5 separate regions of the Mus musculus genome follow, and all the other regions are linked to region 4. A link is a contact called in public ChIA-PET, HiChIP or PLAC-seq, Micro-C and promoter capture Hi-C data. All regions are on one chromosome and are shown on one strand. The core of a region is the stretch at or near the end of the contact, and the rest is flanking DNA. Distances in the headings are between cores, read along the strand shown. Region 1 holds the start of Akr7a5 (aldo-keto reductase family 7, member A5 (aflatoxin aldehyde reductase)). Region 2 holds the start of Micos10 (mitochondrial contact site and cristae organizing system subunit 10). Region 3 has its middle 20 kb from the start of Akr7a5. Region 4 holds the start of Aldh4a1 (aldehyde dehydrogenase 4 family, member A1). Region 5 holds the start of Emc1 (ER membrane protein complex subunit 1).

Region 1 (3,947 bases), core at 874-3,373, 310 kb before region 4:
AAACACTGTTCCCATTTTACAGGTAGGGTTGAGTGGCTTCAGGCAAGCGAGTCAGCCTGGCTGACCCTGTCTATGAACTGGGGCTAATTAACATCCTTCTGAGCCAAACATAAAGCTATGAGCCTCCCATCTGACCCAGTGAGAGTGATGGCTTAAAGATGAGACCCCAGTATCTTGACCACTGTGGAGCCTCTCCACACCAGTGGAACCAGATGAACGGGGACCCTGGGTTCATGCAGCTCTCCCAGTCTCTGCAAAGACTCCTGATACCAAAGCTTGGGTCTAGGACCTCATAGATGCTAGTTAAATGGTCTAATGCTGAGTTGTATCCCCCACTAGTATGAAGGATTCTGACTCTCATGGTGCATGTCCTTAAAGGCTGGTCGGGGAGACAATCTCCTACAACGCCCATTTCCCCTCCAACTCCAAGGAAAGCCAGGCAGGTGCTCCCCACCAAAGCAGATGCAGGTTCCATTCTGATACTGGATCAAGTTCAAAATCACAGAGGCAAGGTCCTAAGGACCCCAAGAATGACCCTCCTAACCTCATCTCCTGCCCCAGGTCCTCAGAGTCCCAGGCACCTGCACAGCCTCTCTCTTCCTCTAGGGAATCCTTCTCTATCACAAATGCCTAGTAGAGATACCCTGACCCATTTCTAACTTGCCTATCCAAGGGACATTGCCGCCACCGCCTCCAGTCCCCTGGAACACAATCCTGGAGAAGAGGCAACACTGTCCCTGTTAACCAGTGTTCTTCAAGCAAGTCTCTCTCCCCTCTCCCCTGTCTGTATCCTTCCCAGTCTCGTGGGTCTGGATGCACCAGCTGTACAACAAAAGGCTCGGAAAATGTAAAGGAGAGGGAGAGGGAGAGGGAAGGAAGCATGATGAAGAGAAAAAAAAAAAAGGAGGAAAGAAACAGAACAAGAAAAAAGAGGGGAGGCGGGAGCGGGAAGCGTATGCAAGGAAACTTGTAAATTGAGCGGGCCCAGGGCTGAGATGTCGCTCTGGGCAAGTGTTGGAGTTTCAGCATTCTGATGTATACAATGAAGGAAATCCTAAAAGGCACTTACTTACCTCCTAAACTGCATGCAGACTACAATAAAACCCAGGCCAAACCTCCATATCCCACGCTAGTCAAGTGCTCTACCACTGAGCTACATACATTCCCCACTAGGGGATTGGCTTTCGCGGCTCATGTCCGTAAAGGCTGGCCAGGAGACAGTATCTCCTGCCACATCCAGCTCTTCCCCAATTCCAAGCAAAGCCAGGAAGGTGCTTCCCACCAAAGCCTATCTGGCACAGTCAACAGTAATATTCTGTTCTTGCTGTAGCCCCCTGGACCACATTGTAGCATGGAGTACACACGAAGTGAACCTGAAACTACACACTTCTTTCTTTCTTTTTTGGGCAGGTGGGAACGGGAGCAGTTTGAGACAGGGTTTCTCTGTGTAGCCCCTGGCTGCCTTGAAATTAGCTCTGTAGACCAGGGTAGCCTCGAACTCAGATATCCGCCTGCCTTTACCTCACATTTCTAACCAGCCCTCTGTGGAATCCTGCGGTGAGCTTGGCGAGGAATGGGACATTCTGGGTTCCCTACCTGCAGAGCTACGGAGAATGTGTCAGGGGAGCGCAATGGCTCCGGGATCCTACCCATTCCTGGCCTCCAAACCAAGGCTCTAACTCCTTCCGGTGACTCTGCGGGTTCGGAGGGATAATGATAGGGCAGCGGCTGGGGCAAGCGCCGCGAGGCCCCCACCCAGAGCAGGGAAAACAAGGCCGCCCAGTCCAGGGAAGCCGAGAGGCCGGAAGGCAAGGACCTGCAGGTAAGAAGTGGGGCCGTCCCGGATCCCTGGCCAGGTTGGGCAGAGACCCACGATCCCGCTCCCCAGGAGGGGACCAGCGCCGGGGACCGTGCAGAGCTGGAGGAGGGTGTAGAAAAGACTTAGCTGGGCGCGTCTGGAGTCCCGACCCCCCAGCCCGGGACAGCCGCCAGCCCCCTTCATCCTCACCAGTTCAAGATCCACAGCCGGTGTCAGCTTCAGGATCCGAGCCCGCCGGGATCAGCTGACCTCCGCGAAGTCCCGCCCCCCGCCGTGGGCGGAGCCTGAAGCTTCGAGTGCGCAGGCGCAGTCTCCATGCTGCGTGCAGCGTCCAGAGCCGTGGGCCGCGCTGCTGTTCGCTCCGCGCAGCGCTCCGGGACTTCGGTCGGGCGTCCTCTCGCCATGTCCCGGCCTCCGCCACCCCGCGCCGCCTCTGGCGCCCCTCTCCGGCCCGCTACGGTGCTGGGCACCATGGAGATGGGGCGTCGCATGGATGCGAGTGCTAGCGCCGCTTCGGTCCGCGCCTTCCTGGAGCGCGGCCACAGCGAGCTGGACACGGCCTTCATGTACTGCGACGGCCAGTCCGAGAACATCCTGGGCGGCCTGGGGCTCGGGCTGGGCAGCGGCGACTGCACAGGTAACCGCTGCACCCGGCCTCCCCCGCCCCCCGCACCGAGTAGAGCTGAGCCGGTGCCCGCAACCGGCGTGCACCAGCCAGGATCTGCATCCAGGAGCTTCGGAAGCTCCGGATCCACAGCTGGGTCTACCCCAAGCTCCCAAGGCAACTGGAGTCCTGAACTAGTGAACTGAACTTTGTCCCGCCTCTCCTTAGAAACTTCTAGTTGCAGCTACCGAGGCGGGTGCGAGGAAGCTTCCTACGCTAATGTTTAGCCTACTCTGGGCGCTTTGCTTCCTACCGCAATCCCTGCCTCCCGGCCAACCGTTGTCCATAGCCGCCCCCCCACCCCCGACACGCCCCCCATCCCCACCAGGCTTTTTGTTCGTGCCTACCCCTCTTGCCCTCACCACCTCTGCGCTCCTGGAGAATGCTTATCATTCCGGTCTTTTGTCCGGACTAGACTTTGTCCCGTGCAGTCGACAGCACCTGTGGATCTCAAGGAGACCTGTGGCAACAATGCCTAGGGCCCAGCTGGGGGCAGGGGCGGAAAGGTGGCGTCGGGAGAGGGCATTTCGGCCTTTGTGCCCATTCTCTGTGCCAGGTCTTACAATGGCAAACTCTGTAGCTCTGTAGGCTACCGTGGGAGAAGTGATTTCTCCACGGAGAGTTAAAGGTCCAACGAGGAAGACTGTAGCCGCGATTGCTGAGGAGTGCAGGAAAGAGTAGCTTGTCGGGAAGAGCAGTAGGCAGAGCCCATAGAGAACTGGGGATGGGCCCTACAGTGTAAGTAGGGTGCACCGGAGACTGCAATCCTAGCTATTGGAATATGGAGTTTGAGAGTTGCAAAGTACGTGTGTGATCAGTGACGCGTGTCCCGCGTTGGAAGGGGAGGGGAACCGCCCTTCATTTGCTTGAAGCTATTGGAGTCTCAGGAGGGTGCCTGATACGTAAAGAGGCCTCACTTTTACCTGTTCTGAGGTTCTTCCTCCCGGTTCCTGTACAGTGGGCTCCATAGACTCACATGGGGTAAAGCTCACTTAAGTGAGTGGATCTCTCAAGCCGAATGCTGTAGAGTTCACCTGGATGACATACATTACTGATAATGAACATTTCAGTTTTCTCCCCCAACCCCCCCTTCTTTAGCCCATTTCTGCTTCTGAAGACTCAATGGGCCAAAGTCCTCAGGCAAAAGGTTACAGAAAGAATGCCTTGGGGCTGGGGCGGGTGTTGTAGTAAGGAGATGCTGTGGTCTTCTAGCCTTTATCCTGTGGGATCAGAGGGCTCCCCTTGTTCTTGCCAGAATCCATCCATCCTTCCGCCGTCGTCCATCAGTCCAGGTAGTTGGTTCCATATCTGGGAAGAAACAGTGCAGAGCACTGAGGAGCAGCTACAGTACGCTTGCATTACAGGCTTCTGAGGGTCTGAAAGGGATTTGTGTTAAGATTGATGGCTTTCAAGGAACACATTCAGGCCCCCGTGTCTCTTCCCTAACTTTTTTTTTTTTTACCT
Region 2 (3,576 bases), core at 438-2,937, 490 kb before region 4:
CATTCTTTCCTGATAATATTCATCTAAGGATATAATCCTAAGTTCTCGTAAATAATTTCCATGCAAGAAGTATAAAATATGAACCTATGTGTGACAGCACACACCTTCACTCGCTTCACTTGTGAGGCCGAGGCTGGCAGATCTGTTGGTTCAAGACTATGCAGGAGTACCAGTTTCAAAAACGGGGGGGGGGCGGGGGGGAGAGAATGGGATCTAAGTTTCAACAATAAATGTTAGTATAGAAGAAAGAGTCGGAGGAATTGGAGAGACAGCTCAGTGGATAATAAAGCCCCTGGCATAAAAAAAAAAAAGACTTGAGCTCAAATCCTCAACACCCATGAAAAAATGCTGGGGAGGGGGAGAAGGCCGATCAAAACTCAATGGGCAGCCAGTTTAGGCAAACTGATGCGCTCCAGTTCCTGTGAGAGTCCTGTGTAGTGGTGCACACCTTTAAATCCAGCAGAGAGTGTCTGAGTTCAGGGCTAACTTGGCTGACATAGTTTTCCTGGCCAGCCAGGTCTCCATAGTGAGGCACTGTCTCAATAAATAGGGCAAAGAGCTACTGAGGGAGGGAAGCCACTCATCATCGATCTCTGGCCTACACACCAATAGCTGCAGACAATCAACAAGAGAAAGATGGAGTGGACGAGGATCAGCAGAGAGCCTGAGAACCCCAAGGAAGAAATCCTGGGGGGGGAGGGATTCTCAACTATGCCACATTATCAGCAACGCGATTTCAGGCAAGCTCCTTCACCGAGCTCCAACTCACGACGAGACAGGTCATTTCCGAGCTACCGTGGCGAGCAGCGCGCCTAACATCTGCATCACCATCACTATTATATGGGACACCCCCGCCCCCCGAGCCTCCTTCCCCGACCCCGTGACCTCACAAAGTGTGTCGTCACAGGACGCGTGTCCAAAGAGACAACCTGGACTACCGAGGGGGCCGGCGGTGGCCGCGATCTATCTGACTGCGGCCATTCTTCCGGAGAATAACCCCCGGCTCCAACTGCAGACCCGAGGCGGGTTCGGATCAATGAGGCCGGGCACGACCGCAATTGCCAGCGCGGCCCGACGGAGGCGGTTAAGCGCCTTCTTCTATGACCTTCTTCCGAAGGCCGCTTGCTCCCGGCTGGGGAGCCGTCTGCGCTCCGGCCGGCTGCTCGCCTAACCCGGGGGACATGGGGCATGGAGTGACAGAGTTTCCCGGCGCGTCCCGCACGCCTTCCCACTCCCGGAGCACCGCTGCTTCCCCGGGCCTGCACCTCCAGCCACCTCGGAAACTCCCGCGCCCTTCGGCCCGTTGTCCTCGCCGCCCTCGTCGCCCTCGTCGCCCTCGCCGCCCCGCTTGACAGTCGTCACCTGTCAGCGCCCCGCAGCTCAGCGCGCCCCGCCGTCCAGACAGCAGCAGGCCGCGGCTTGACCCCTGCGGCTTCCCGTCCGCGCGCGGGCCGCTCGGCTCCAGCCCAGGGCCTACCAGAGGCAGATGAGCTCACCTAGCTTCACGACCGTGTCGGCCATGCACCGGTCCCACTTTCTGCCCAGCTCGGACTCCGACATGTTCCTCACTGGCAACTCCAGCACTCTTCACGGCCGGCCCCCGCGCTCCTACTGATGGCAAGTCTCGCGAGAGCCGGCCGCCACCATAAGCTTCCGGCCGGAGCCGGCGCGCCAAATATCGCGGGATCACATACGTCGTCCCTGGCTTCCGGCTTTTCTTCGCTCGGTCGTCAAGGTGACAGGTTGCCTGGGAGCCGGAGGTGACCCTGACCTTGGAGATAGCGGAAGGGAAGCGAAGACTGACTACATCCAGAGTACAGAAGGCCTTGTCTTTCCTGGGTTTTTCATATTTGTACATAATTATTTTGGCCATTGCCCTCCTCCCGTTCTACTGTTGCCCTCTTTCATCCTCCATTTTATACCTACTGAACCCCATCTTCCTCATGTGTGTATGTGTATATATGTGTGTATGTATATGTATACATGTATATATATAAAATATACGTATATTATATATCTATATTATATATAATAAAACATATAACAAATAAAATAATGTGTGTGTGTGTGTGTGTGTATATATATATATATATATATGTTATATACTTTGTTTTTGTTTTTGTTTTTTTTTTTTTTTGAGGCAGGGTCTCTCTGTGTAGCCCTGGCTGTCCTGGAACTCACTCTGTAGACCAGACTGGCCTTGAACTCAGAAAACCCCTGCTTCTGCCTCCCAAGTGCTGGGATTAGAGGCATGTGCCACCACTGCCCGGCATGTTATATGAGGGTTTGGTTTTGTTTTCTGTTTCTCTGATTGTCTCTGTTTTGTTTTGTTTTGTTTTTCAGAGACAGGGATTCTCTGTGTAGCCCTGGCTGTCCTGGACCTGGCTCTGTAGAGCAGGCTGGCCTTGAATTAAGAGATCTACCTGTCTCTGCCTTGTAGGGCTGAGATCAAAGATGTGCACCACTCCATCCACAGTTTAATTAGGGTTGTCTGCATGGCCACAGTCGGGGAGTATTTATTTGAGCATGAACGACTTCCATTCAAATGGATTTAAAAACAACCCCCCACCCTGCTGCATTTTATACAGAGTGTGTGGGTGCCTGCGCATGCCCTATAATGGCACATGTGGGAGTCAGAGGACAGCTAGTGGGAGTGGGTGCCCCTCCACCCTGTGGGTGCCAGGGACTGAACGCAGATCACCAGACTTAGAGGCAGTGCTATTACTTGCCGAGTGACCTAAACAGCCCTAAAGCGCAACCAGTGTTACTTTATAGATACTTCTTTTCTTCCACCCACTCAACCCCCTAACACTAGATAGGCGATAAGAAAGGATAGGGCAACAGGTGACGTTATCATTAGACTGTTTCCTGCTGATGAGGGGCATTGAGTTCCTTGGAGCAAGCTTGATCTTCTCCAGCAGAATAGCTAGTTTCTTATTGTTTCTTCCCACTTTACTACTTAACCAGCAGCAACCCACCAACAACCTGCCCCTTGAGGCCCTAGCATTTATAGACCCTTTGGAAAGTCCCCAGGATCCAAACGTCACACAGTCGCAGAAACCATCTGCAGCTGGCAGAATCACACCCCTGGTAGAGCTCGAGGCCACGTCAGCGCTGTGGACAGTCTGAAGCAGCCCTACATCCCACACCTGGGATTAAGACAAAAGCCAAGTCTTATTTCTGTGTTTTTCAAAGAAACCAAACTTCTCACTACTCAAATACCTCTCTCTCTCTCTATCTCGTTTTAAACTGCATTTGTCCCTGCTTCCTGGACGTCTGTCTCTCTGGCTACTCATACCTGCAAGACACCACCCTCCCTGATTCTGATGGTTTCCTCCAGCCCTCACCTTTCCCTGCCTGTTTAGAATGCGGATTCTCACACCTCCATCTAACCTCTATTATGTATTGTTTCAGATGAAATGTCTATCCCACCCATACTAGTGTCTGAGAGGCATTAACTATTAGTCCTTCCTATCAAACAATGTAAAACTTATGTTTACAGGGAATTTAAAAAATATATTTATTTATTTATTATATGTAAGCACACTGTAGCTGTCTTCAGACACTCCAGAAGAG
Region 3 (3,866 bases), core at 688-3,187, 290 kb before region 4:
ATGGTTGTGAGCCACCATGTGGTTGCTGGGATTTGAACTCAGGACCTTTGGAAGAGCAGTCAGTGCTCTTAACCGCTGAGCCATCTCACCAGCCCCGAGAGCTTGTCTTACTATAACAACAACAACAACAACAACAACAACAACAACAATAATAATAGTGATAAGATACAGACAACCAGGATGATTAAGCCAATTTAAAGTATATGAGTCCTTTACTGGCCAGTGACCAAAAAGGGGTTTATGTCTCAGAGTCTCTTGTGCAAAAGTTTGGAGGCACAATGATGTTTTTAAAGGCAAACCCCACAAAGACTATAATTTACTTAGGAGTTCAATAAGGGTCAGAGTAACCTTGAAACACTCATTTCAGGAAGACCATAGTAACTTTTTTTCATATTATTTCAGACATTAAGTGACTGTTGTTGTTGTTGTTGTTGTTGTTGCTGTGGTTGTTGTTATTGTTTTACTTATAACTTCCTGAGTTAATGTTAAGTTTCAGAAAATAATTATTTTGATCAATACATCTGGACTATGGTCAATGTCATAGAAAGTCCAAATGTGTTGCTAGGCAACATCACTATTAAGCAGGTAGAGGGTGAGAACCTTCTAAACCTTAGGTTCTCGTGGATCACCACCCCTTTGGGGATGTTAAAGGACCTTTCACAGAGGTCACATATAGATATCCTGCATATCAGATATTTGCATTATATTCAGTAGCAAAATTACAGTTATGGAGTAGCAACAAAAATAAATTGAGGGTTGGGGTCACCACAACATTAGGAAGGGTGAGGACCACTGGTCTAAGCAAACACAAAATGGAATCAGGAAAAGAGGGTGTTACCTTACTCACTGGGTCCTTAACCCAGGACTAGGCAAGCATCCAATCAGCTAAGCTATAATCCAAACCCTATTTTGACATTTGAAACAGTCTTGTTCTATGGGCTTGGCAGACCTGTTGTTCCTATGTTGTCCAGGACAGCCTTGAACTTGCGTTGATTCTCCTGCCCCTGTTTCTGGAGTGCCGGAATCACAGGGGTAGACCACCACACCATGTGCTATTTGGTCGGTGCTGGTCTACTGCTTGCTATATAATCCCGCTGACTTTTGACTGCTGGCAAACTTCCTGCCTCAGCCTCCAGAGTGCAGGGATTACAAGCAAGAACGGCCGCCCTGACTTCAACTGTCTTTTTAAAGGGTTATGGTGAGAAAATCTTGTCCATTTATCCCCACGTCCCAATTTGTTACAGTCTTCATTTGGTGTAAATTCTAAGTCCCTACTGCATAAATGTTCTCAAAGATGCCTGGAGTGAACATTTGCTACTTGAGATTCGCTCCACCCTCGATTCTCTGAACAGTCTAAACTGCCTGAGAGTTTGAGGGAAACTTCTCCTGGATTAGTAAATCAGGGCTGACAGACCTTCTTTGCTGTCCTTCCACAGGGACCCTTACTAGAGCTCCCAGCAAACCTCAATTCATTGACAGCTCCCCCGCCAAAAAAACAAAAACAAAAACAAAACAAAAAACAAGCTGGGCATGGTGGCGCATGCCTTTAATCCCAGCACTCGGGAGGCAGAGGCAGGCGGATTTCTGAGTTCGAGGCCAGCCTGGTCTACAGAGTGAGTTCCAGGACAGCCAGAGCTACACAGAGAAACCCTGTCTCAAAAAAAAAACAAAAAACAAAAAAACAAAACAAAAAAACAGAGACAGCTCTCCAGGATTCACCCACCTGCTAAACTCCTTCTAGGAGGGTACAGAGAGCCCAGGGCAGCTCATGAATGGGCCAGAGAGAGGCAGGAAGCTAGAGGTGTCTGCAACTTCCGACCTAGCTCATGAGACCTGCCACTGACCTCCAGGTGGCACTGTTGTAGAGTTCTCAGCTCTACAGAAGTTTTGTGCACAGGCCCACACTTTCCTGCCCTTTCTCCGCTAGCCCCGCCTCCTGTGGGAGTGGTCACGGAAGGCTATTTTATGCAGAGACGATCCAAGGTGTCCTGGGGTTTGAGCTGGGCTGCAGCAGCTCCAAAGGTAACGGTCTTGCCTATCACCCACCCGCAATGAGCAGAGTTGATTCTTCCCCGGTACAGCTTCTTCCGGCTCCTGGGGCTGTGATCGCACCTTGTCCTCCCAAGAGCTCCGAGAACCACAAGCTCCTCAGGCTGACTTTACACAACTCTGCGGTTTCCACCCTTCCAGAAAAGTGGCCCAGGACCCTCTCACAATAGACCAACCCTGGCTCCGCCAAATTCCATGTGGCCAGCCTATGTCTAGGGCATTGAGAACACTGGGAATCTCGAACTGTGTAGACTCTCCCGAACTAGTGCCTAGCAGGTGCGTGCCTCTGAACCCTCATCTGATGGGTTTCCTGTTTTGCAGTCAGCAGAACCCCAGAAAGACTTTGGACCAAGCAGTCGATCTGCCTTCTTATTGCAGCCGGGCTCAGGGTCTTGGATTTTTCTCCCAAGTTCTGGGTGCCTGTTGGTTTAGCAGTGGTTTCAGCTTCACCAAGGAGTATCCCCACAACTGGCATTGGAAGTGGGATGATGTAGCCTATGGGAGTCTCTTCATCTGCCACGACTGGCCTAGTAACGGTGCTTGAGAGACAAGAAGGGAATTTGGTTCAACACAGCAGTAACAGACATTGTTGCTTTAAATGTTGCCAGTCATACTTGGAGTTGTTTGTTTTAGGCATATTTAAGCACCGTTTGGTTAAAACTTTCCTACTGACCTCTCAAACTCCACCTTAGGGAGAGGCAGCCTTGTACAGGAATAAAAAGCTTGCTTTACTAATTAGTTGCTTTAATACACTTGGCCCTGATGACTTTGGTCCTTCTCTTCCATCTTTGGGATTAATAAAACAACTTGCAGGAACCAGGTGAGTCCTTTCACCTTGTGGGCTCTGACCTAGTGAGTGGGTCATGTTTGGCAGCAAGCATGCCCGGTACCTGAGGAACCCAGAAAAGGGTGTCAGATCCTCTTAAGTCTGGAGTGCCAGATGGCTGGGAGCTACCATGTGGGTACTGGGATCGAACCCAGGTCCTCTAGAAGAGCAGCTAGTGCTTGTAACCACTAAACCATACCTCCAGCTCCATAATGTAATGTTCTTAAAGAAGGAAAACGTCCACATTAATAGTTCTTTAAACCTACTCCCTTCTAGGTTCCTAGTGATCCCCTGACAGCCTTTGGACTGCTAGCAAGACTTTCTAAGTGTAGGAAGTTCCTCTCATCCATCTGTCCATTCGTTTATCCATCCATCTATCCATCCATCCATCCACCCACCCACTGATCCATCTGTCCATTCATCCATGCATCCATCCATCTATCATTCAACCATTCACCTGGGCTTCTCAGCAGGGGGAGAGAGAGGAGTAGGGACTCACACTGACAGCCCAGCCCTAGCTCGTTTTCACGAACAGAGTCTGTAGTTGGCCCCGACTTTCCTCTTCACAGGCCCTTAGCGAAGCCTTCCTGTCTCTGTCCCCAGTTCCTTTGGCACCTTCCTCCCCCTGTGATCAGAACTGCCCATCATCCATAGTGCACTCAGCGTCGTCTTTCAAAACACCTTATGGTGACCATAGAGCTCTGGACTACAGCCCCCAGTCTAAAGTCAAGACTTCTCCACGTGGGGTTCCCTCAGGGCCGCTTTGCTTGTGGTCTGTGGCCTTTTCTCTTTTCCTGTGTCCTCTGCCCCAGACCCAATGCTCTGGTACCTGGGGTGGCAGGTGTGGCTCCACACAGGGCCTTCTGCTCATGGATATTAAAGCCAGTGTACCTCCTGTGTCTTGCTGTTCAGTTATCCCCTGTGTCATTGTCCACTAACTACTTATGCTGTCCATTGTCAGCTCAGCCTGAACAATTCTAGGGACTTCTCT
Region 4 (3,925 bases), core at 942-3,441:
GGCCCCAAGAAACCCTAGGCTAATTGGCACTGCCTGGTCTAAAGTTGAGGTCCCACCAGCTACAAAGCCCCTATTTCACAGACCTCCCCAGAATGTCTACAAGAAGCACCTGCTGGACTCTGGATTTGATATTGTCCACTGTTACAGTTGCTTTTAACAAAGGGCCACATTCAAAGGTGGCCTCCCTCCACTGTGAGCTGCCATTTCCAAGGATGGAGAGAAACTGCTGCTTGGTCACATGATGTAGCTCTTTCCTAGTCCCATCTCCTAGAGTGCCTTAAATGGAGTAGTTGGCAGGAAAGGGGGAAGACCAGGGTGACGGGTGTTCAAGGTGCATAACATCATCCTATTTAACAGAAGAGGAAACCGAGGTCCACAGAGCCTGCATGGGATAGTTTTTATGTCAGCTTGACAGAAGCTGGTGGCATCTGAAAGAAGGGGACAAAAAATTTTAAGAATATGCCTCCAAGGCTGGAGAGATGGCTCAGCAGTTAAGAGCACGGTCTGCTCTTCCAGAGGTCCTGAGTTCAAATCTCAGCAACCACATGGTGGCTCACAACCATCTATAATGGTTTCTGATGCCCTCTTCTGGTGTATCTGAAGAGAAACAAGTATTATACTTACATATAATAAATAAGTAAATCTTTTCTAAAAAAAAGAAAAAGGAAAAAAAAAGAAAATGTCTCCAAAAGATCAGCCTGTGGGCAAGCCTGTAGGGCATTTCCTTTTCTTTCTTTTTCTGTTTTATTAATTAGTTAATTAATTATTACATTATTGTTAGTATTAGTATTATTATCATTTTAGTTATTTGAGACAAGGTTTCTCTGTATAGACTGGAACTCACTCTGTAGACCAGGCTAGCCTCAAACTCAGAGATCTGTCTGCATCTACCTCCTAAGTGCTAGATGTAAAGGTATGCACTACCACTGCACAGCTACTTGGGCAAAAAAAATTCTTAATTTGTGATTGATGTGGGAGGGCCCAGCCTATTCTAGGTAGTCCAACCCCTGGACTGGCGGTCCACCTGTAAGGCTGAGCAAGCCAGTAAGCAGCGTCCCTCCACGGCTTCTGCATCAGCTCCTGCCTCCAGGTTCCTGCCTCAGTGATGAGCTGAAAATTTGCACACGTAAACCTTTAACTCCCCACTTGCTTTTTGGTCATGGTGTTTTGAGGCGAATCTGCCCAGTGTGGTATCAAATTAGAACCAGAGGGACCCCAAAGTAAATGCCCTGGTTACATTGTCAAAGACAGAGAAACACGTTGAAGCAGGACTGTGGTGGTGCAGGCCTTTAATCCCAGCACTCTGGAGGCAGACCTGCGGGTGGATCTCTGTAAATTCAGGGCCTGGTCTATAGAGCCAGTTCCAGGATAGCCAAGGCTACACAGAGAAACCCTGTCTGAAAAAGTAAAACCAAGCCAAAAAAAAAAAATTAAAAAAATTAAACAAAAACAAAACCCAAAGAGAATAAAGTAAGAAAACCCATACCAGTATCTTAGGAATACAGTGGTTCCCTAAGGCATCATTCTAAGAGCAGGTTTCGGAAGCTGTTTTAATACGTTCGAGTATTCATCAAACAACGTCTCATGAAGAAAACTGAAAATTTTAACCACGGGGCAGAGGGACAGAGGGACAGAGGCAGGAACAACTGGTTTTTGTGGCTAGAGGCTTTTAAGAAAAGGAAGAAATAAAGAAAATTAAAACGAAGAACGTTAAGTTCAGGCCCGCTAGGGTTTTATCTCATTCTGATTCCAATCTGGAAGGAAGCAAGCCCAGGCTTGGCCCTGAGCCAGGCTGGGAGATGGAGGGCAGATCAGGCTCCATGCACGGTGGCAGCCCCCGGGGAGGTGGCAGGGAGCTGGCCTTGGTGTGGCTCGGCGGGCCCGGGCAGAGTTGTAGCCTGCAGATGTCCAGCCTTCCAGCCACCAAGTGTTGGGGACCCAAGTAGCACCTGTCGCGTCGACCGGGTCCCCCCCCCCCCCCCCCCCCGGCCACTTCTACTACTGAGCACGCGCTCTGTGCAGGATCTGTCATTGGCTCCTGCAACTCTCCAGCCCTGCCTAAGAAGGCTGCAGCTTGCCTGTCCTGCTGATTGGCCTGGAGGCTTTCATGCGAGACTCTGATTGGTCAGTGAGGCTCACGCCCTCTCTCCTTGGGTCATACCATAAGGAGAGGAGACGAGGAGAAGAGAGTATCATTTCAGGGCTTTTCTGCTGCATTCTCTTGACCCGCAGTCCACAGTAGCAATTTTGATGTTAAATACAGCTGATGTTTATTGACAGAGGGGGAAGGGTACCCGAGGAGGGGCCCCGAAGGAGGTGGACCGGGCGATGCTGCGCCTCCCGCAGAGGTAGTGCGCTCCGGGCTTGTCTAGTCCAGCCCGGTGGGGCTGACTCTGAGCTTCCCACAGCTGCGCAAGACTGTTAAGAGTCTCCGCGATGCTGCCGCTGCCGTCGCTCCGCCGATCCCTGCTGTCCCATGCCTGGAGGGGCGCTGGGTGAGTGAACCCCTCTGCTGCCTGAGTCCTGAGAGCCGTGGACAGATCCCACTCTGTGGGTCCTCCAGGTTGCAGCCATTATCTCCAGGGTCCCTATGGCTCCCCTAAGTGCGCGCCGGGTCGCGACCTGCAGAGCCACTCTCCCATGGAGAACCTGTGGCGCCTTACCAGGTCTCTCTAGAGCAGTGGTTCTTAACAAATGCTGTGACCCTTTCCTCTTGGTGTGGTGACTCCCCAACCGAAAAATTATGCCACTTCATAACCGTATTTTGCTACTGTTATAAATCGTCATGTAAATATCTAATATGCAGAATAGCTGATATGCGACCCCTGTGAAAGGATCGCTCGGGGTGGCGACCTACAGGTTGCAAACCAATGTCCTAGATGGCCAGTTTTCCTATCCAAGGAACCCCAGGGAGGGTGTGGCGTCCGGATTTGTGCCCACGCCCCCTTCCTACACCCCTCTTTCTCCTAACGCTGTATATTTCAAATTTGCTGATTCTCCCAGACCTTGGCCGGCCCTGTGTTCCCATTCTGGAGCCTTCCGACACTCCCAGGGACCTCTCCACCCCACTCCCTTTTTGTTCAATATTGGGCTTTTGTTTTACGGTGGGTGCCATAATGACTTTTATAACGTGTGATGCGGCTCTGCGTGGCATGGGGCTCATTTTGAGGTTTGCCTAAATCCATTCAGACAAGTTCCTTAATAAATCACCGGGAGGCAGAGGCAGGCAGGTCACTGAGTGCAAGGCCAGCTTGTTCTGCAAGAGCAGGTTCGAGGAGGGTCAGGGATACACGAGAAACCCTGTCTCAAAAACAAACAAACAAACAAACAAACAAACAAACGTAATGAAGAGACAGGTAAGCCCTAGGGCAGAGAGCTGCTTGCTTTCAGCCAGAATCCTGGCTGCCTTAGTGATGTGTTCCAATATCCTGCCCCAGTATGGCTCACGGCCTGTTTGAACTTGGGTATTATTCCCCATTTCTGCCTGCCTTCCTTGTACAGTTTACACAGCACCCCCACACCCCTACTTTGGTTACTGTTTGCCTGCTCTGTGGCCTGTGACCCACCGTGTCCACCTCCACTGAGTTGTGACCTCTTTGAGTTAATCAGTGACCCTTTCCCTGCTCCCATGGGATGACCTGGGTGAGTTTCAACCCTTCCTCATGTTGTGTGACGCTATTAGGCAAAGGACATGGGATTGGGGGGTGGGGTGGGAGGTGGGGCGTGTGGTGAATGGAGCCTGCACCTCTTCAGTTTCTTCCTGCTCCGAGACCACCCACTGCAGCCCCGGGATGGAAGGCTCAGATAGGCAGAGCCTTCTATAGATTCTCAGGTTTACTTTGTACCTCTCCGGGTGTCAGTGTGCTACAAGGTGCACTGCAGTCAAGGGGATCATGCACTGGGTGGGGGCAGTGCATGATCAGGG
Region 5 (3,945 bases), core at 1,403-3,902, 270 kb before region 4:
TCTAGAAACATCTACCCACCCTGGGAAGGCCCCTGCTAAATCAAAATACAAGGAGCCCCACCTTATCAACAAGGAGAGACATGTCGCCCTCACTGCCCTGGCCAGGCTCCTGAAGGAAGCCTCTCTATGGTAAATAAAGCTCCATTTCCAAAGAATAGGGAATTTGTGCCCGGGGAGACTGCACTTATCTGACCCAGAACCAGCAGGTCAGCTAGAGATAGCTGGCCACAGTCACCACCTGGTGACCTCCAGCCTTCTAACATTGGGCAGCATTACAAACTCACTAATAAGCTTTAATTACCCCTGAGCACAAAACAGCAATAGCATCACCTGGTCCTAGGTCATAGGGATGCTGTGGGGAGGTATGGGAACAATTCTACTAACCAAAGATCGATCGATCTATCTAGACAGACAGACAGACAGACAGACACACACACACACACACACACACACACACACACACACACACACACACACACACAGGAACAAGCAAGCACTTACCTCTTCTATCAGGTTCTGCTTCAGTTCCAAGCCTTTCTTGGCAGTTTTTGTTAAAGAAACTAAAAACCAAGAAAAAGAGATGGTGGCAACTGTGAGTGTGGATGCTCTGGAGACTAATTCTGCTTCCCTCTTTGGAGGCTTGGCTAAACTAAGCCAGTGTGACAGAGGCAGCAATGGACAGTCATTCCTGGCATTCAAGGCTGACAGAGCGTTTGCTTTCCTAGCAATCTTGGACCCTAAGATCCCTAAATACATCCCCTGCCATAAACAAAGTGCCCTTAGTTCCTTGGGCCGACTGTTGCATTTATTGCAGTATTACCATACTCAATATTCCTGCGGATAGAGCGCTGTCTGTGGGATTCCCAACCTGCTGGCCAAGGTGGGGCTATGGAATGACAGGGACCAACTCTTCCTTTTGTAAAAACCACAATCTTGCTACAAAGCTGTTTAGGCTGGCCTTAAACTCAAGATACAGTTCCTTACTTCTGTCTCCTAAGTGGAGGGATTCCAGGCATGTACCACGTCATCCTGTTGGGACCTTATCTTTCCTATTCTGTTATATACCTACACTTCATTTTTGTAATCTGAACCCAAGACTACAGCAACGCTGGGGAGAGGGCAGATGGGGGACACAACCTCTACTGAAAAGTGACCCAGGCTCTATCTGTCCTACTCCCAAGAGTTCCCGGCCTTTGCTTACATCTGTCCAGGGCTCCTTCCAGACCCTAACGACTCTATAAGAACTTACTAAAACATCAGCTATAATGCCCTGGGTGTCCCCAGGAGCCGATATGGCCCATTCATCTACCCTGCCTGCCACTCACAGTCCCTCTTTACAAGGCACACAGTCACACCCAGCCAGTCATTCCCGGACTCTCCACCGCTAGGATTCTGGTGCGACTTAGCATGCTGCAGGTGGTTGCTGGCCTTGCTGCCTTCATATTCTCTGTGCTATCAAGGGACCCTTTCAAAGCAAAGCCACACCAAAGGCTGGGTCTTTTCCTCTAAGCCCACTTTGTTCACTATGGCCACACTGGCTGTCCCACAATATGTTAATCACACCACAGACCCCTTTCATTTTGTGTTCCCTCTATTCCAAACGACCTTCTCTAACCGCTGAGAGTTTTCCTGACAACATTATGCAAAACACTATCACTCCCACCTGCTCCATACTCCACTTGGACTACCTGACACATTATACTGACTTGACAGGGGTATAGGAGACAGACAGACAGACACACACCCCTAACTAAGGTGGTGAGTCTGATGAAGCCGGACCCTTTTTGTTCAACTGTCTTGTCTTCTAACACCCACAAAAGCGCCAGCCCGCTAGCTTGATGTAGTGGCTCAGTATGGAATCCTAGTATTTGGGGCCAAGGCAGACAGTTGGAAGAGTTCAAGGCCCCAGCAATAAATAGACAAACAAAACATGCAGTAGTCGAAACTGTAAAACCCCTATTTTCTTGAGATAATGAGACCGTCCTAAGCAAATCTGAGCTACATCGTCAAGATCCTCTCTCAAACACACACGGTCGCTCGCACATGCCAGGGGATGTAGACCAGTGCTATGTGGGTAGTGTTTGCCTAACAAGAGCGTACTTGGTTTAGTGATGCTGCCTGTAATTCCAGCAATCGGGAGGTAGAAGCAGCAAGGTTAGTTGTGTAAGACTATCCTGGTTGGCAAGTTCGAGGAGAGCCTGGGCTATGCGACTGCTGTCGGCCCGGACCAGTTTCCAGCTCTCTCGCTATCTCGGCCGGCCGAGCCTCTCGGAGAGGCCCCGGCGTCTCACCCGCGTCCCCCTCGCCCCCTTGACGCAGGCCCCCCGAACCTACCTTTCTTGTCTCGCTTGGATTTGGGCATCGCGGCAAAGGCACGTGCGGCGGAAGACTGGGCGGCCGGTTAGGACCCGGCTGCCGCGGGGGCTTATGGGACGGCGCTCGGGGCTGCCCCTCGCGTGTGCCTGAACTGTGGCGAGCCCTCTCTTCCCCGCCTGCGCTCCGCCCAGTGTCCTGAAGGCCACTTCTCTGCCCAGGTCCCGGGTCCCTCCAGTCCCGGCGGCTTCCGAGTCCCGAGCACTCCACCAAGTCCCTCGCGAACCGGTTCCTCTCTATGGCTCTGCGGAGGGAGGGGCTTGAGGCCCGGTGCATGCCGGGCTGGCGGCAGGCGGTGCTTGGGCTTCAATCATGGCGGTCGCGGTGGCGTCTGGGTTCTGGATCTGGGCTGCTGTGCTGCTCGTCCCTGCGGCCGCGGTCTACGAAGACCAAGTGGGCAAGTTTGACTGGTGCGTACAGGTGACGCTTCTCCAGGACGTCGGTGTTTGCTTCCTCAGCATCTGTCTCCCTCCTGCTAATCTGAAGGAGATTTGCTATGGAGCCGAACCCAGACTATAACTTAACGGGGGTGCGGGAGGGTGCTTTCAGGGAGAAGTGAATGAATGAATGAATGCTGCACCCTGTGCAGAATGACAATGTGAGAGTCTCCTCTTCAGATATGAAGAGTCGTAAGATGTCAACCCAAGAGCTTTATGTTAAGCATGGAGGGAGCTCTTTAAGCCGCCCTGTGTGTGACGGTGCAGATTGCTCCGCAGTGAAGGCAGGCTTTAAGGGTTTTGGTCAGAGGTCACTAGTTCCCTCCTTTCCTGTCATGTCCGATTTTGTGGCTGTCAGGTTTGTGATCTTCTGGGTCCCAGGTCACTAGCCCCAGTGAACTTTAAGCCTGAAACTAGCTGGTGTCACTTAGTCCACTTGTCTCACAAGTTCTAAAGTGAGCCTTTTCCTCTGAGGGACTCTCTGGGTGCAGTGTGGCCTCTCCCTCTCCAAACTGACATTCGTTCGCTCACCCCTTCCTTCTGACTGTGCTTATTTCAGATTGAATAAGCATTTGGCTACTTATCAGTTGTATGCTTCTGGGGAAATTGACAGACAACTAACACACACACACACACACACACATACATATGTATTTTTTTTAAAGGTGTTCATTTTGGGTCCTGGTCCCAACAATCATTAGCCTATCTGGACTTTGGTGGCTCACAGCCATCTGTAATGGGATCTGATGCCCTTTTCTGGTGTGTCTGAAGACAGTGACAGTGTACTCACATACATAAAATAAATAAATAAATCTTAAAACAAAACCAAACCCCAAAGCCGGGCGTGGTGGCGCACGCCTTTAATCCCAGCACTCGGGAGGCAGAGGCAGGTGGATTTCTGAGTTCGAGGCCAGCTTGGTCTACAAAGTGAGTGCCAGGACAGCCAGGGCTACACACAGAGAAACCCTGTCTCGAAAAACCAAAAAAAAAAAATCAAACCCCAGAAGCTCCTTTAAAACAAACTAGGCTAAATAACACAGTGGTCTAAATGAGAGATGTCATCTAAATGCCAGGCTCAATCAGTGTGCCTCAGACAGCAGCATTTCCCCATTGCAACAGTGTGCAAGCCGTGCCC

The links. Hi-C and Micro-C count contacts between places; a contact is called where the count stands out from the background. ChIA-PET counts read pairs in DNA pulled down with a chosen protein or histone mark. HiChIP or PLAC-seq counts read pairs in DNA pulled down with a chosen protein or histone mark. Capture Hi-C pulls out chosen DNA fragments and counts their contacts.
Region 1: an H3K4me3 HiChIP or PLAC-seq map of embryonic stem cells shows a contact between it and region 4, with 8 times the contacts expected there. The contact joins the promoter of Akr7a5 here to the promoter of Aldh4a1 in region 4. A contact is called at or near these places in 6 of 39 promoter capture datasets (the HPC-7 cell line, embryonic stem cells, liver and 3 more), 9 of 484 Hi-C or Micro-C datasets (the C2C12 cell line, the N1E-115 cell line, bone marrow and 3 more), 9 of 115 datasets of contacts at active chromatin or transcription factors (T-cell acute lymphoblastic leukemia, bone marrow-derived macrophages, embryonic stem cells and 2 more) and 2 of 9 other capture datasets (adipose tissue and embryonic stem cells).
Region 2: a contact with region 4 is called in an RNA polymerase II ChIA-PET map of memory CD8 T cells, with 15 read pairs. The contact joins the promoter of Micos10 here to the promoter of Aldh4a1 in region 4. A contact is called at or near these places in 2 of 39 promoter capture datasets (cranial neural crest and pre-B cells), 3 of 484 Hi-C or Micro-C datasets (B cells, embryonic stem cells and liver) and 3 of 115 datasets of contacts at active chromatin or transcription factors (memory CD8 T cells, neural tube and pancreatic cancer cells).
Region 3: a Micro-C map of the G1E-ER4 cell line shows a contact between it and region 4, with 6 times the contacts expected there. The contact joins the enhancer-like site here to the promoter of Aldh4a1 in region 4. A contact is called at or near these places in 5 of 39 promoter capture datasets (liver, neural stem cells, pre-B cells and 1 more), 4 of 484 Hi-C or Micro-C datasets (the G1E-ER4 cell line, bone marrow and erythroblasts), 9 of 115 datasets of contacts at active chromatin or transcription factors (bone marrow-derived macrophages, embryonic hindbrain, embryonic stem cells and 2 more) and 1 of 9 other capture datasets (embryonic stem cells).
Region 5: a promoter capture Hi-C map of liver shows a contact between it and region 4. The contact joins the promoter of Emc1 here to the promoter of Aldh4a1 in region 4. A contact is called at or near these places in 8 of 39 promoter capture datasets (the HPC-7 cell line, embryonic stem cells, hippocampal neurons and 4 more), 9 of 484 Hi-C or Micro-C datasets (B cells, CD8 T cells, the G1E-ER4 cell line and 3 more), 15 of 115 datasets of contacts at active chromatin or transcription factors (the HPC-7 cell line, the SCID.adh cell line, bone marrow-derived macrophages and 5 more) and 2 of 9 other capture datasets (embryonic stem cells and liver).

Annotation. Positions count from the first base shown.
Region 1 is chr4:139,308,621-139,312,567 of GRCm38.p6, forward strand. Akr7a5 (aldo-keto reductase family 7, member A5 (aflatoxin aldehyde reductase)) reads left to right here and starts at 2,124. Exons shown (of 7, transcript NM_025337.3): 1 at 2,124-2,456. The coding sequence starts at 2,135. Slc66a1 (solute carrier family 66 member 1) reads right to left here and starts at 2,088. Exons shown (of 9, transcript NM_145384.3): 1 at 2,009-2,088.
Region 2 is chr4:139,129,426-139,133,001 of GRCm38.p6, forward strand. It overlaps Micos10 (mitochondrial contact site and cristae organizing system subunit 10), which reads right to left and starts at 1,688. Exons shown (of 4, transcript NM_001163006.2): 1 at 1,497-1,688. The coding sequence starts at 1,560.
Region 3 is chr4:139,328,889-139,332,754 of GRCm38.p6, forward strand. No RefSeq gene overlaps it. Among named protein-coding and RNA genes, the nearest start is that of Akr7a5, 20 kb to the left of the region's middle. Within about 2 kb of position 1,938, at least 63 of the 459 cell types and tissues checked have an H3K27ac peak or open chromatin away from gene starts, as enhancers often do. A contact at or near this core is called in the G1E-ER4 cell line, bone marrow-derived macrophages, liver and 1 more, where this site is marked.
Region 4 is chr4:139,620,703-139,624,627 of GRCm38.p6, forward strand. Aldh4a1 (aldehyde dehydrogenase 4 family, member A1) reads left to right here and starts at 2,192. Exons shown (of 15, transcript NM_175438.4): 1 at 2,192-2,495. The coding sequence starts at 2,437.
Region 5 is chr4:139,349,935-139,353,879 of GRCm38.p6, forward strand. It overlaps Emc1 (ER membrane protein complex subunit 1), which reads left to right and starts at 2,653. Exons shown (of 24, transcript NM_146157.4): 1 at 2,653-2,783. The coding sequence starts at 2,686. Mrto4 (mRNA turnover 4, ribosome maturation factor) reads right to left here and starts at 2,642. Exons shown (of 8, transcript NM_001290810.1): 1 at 2,335-2,642; 2 at 502-560. The coding sequence starts at 2,362.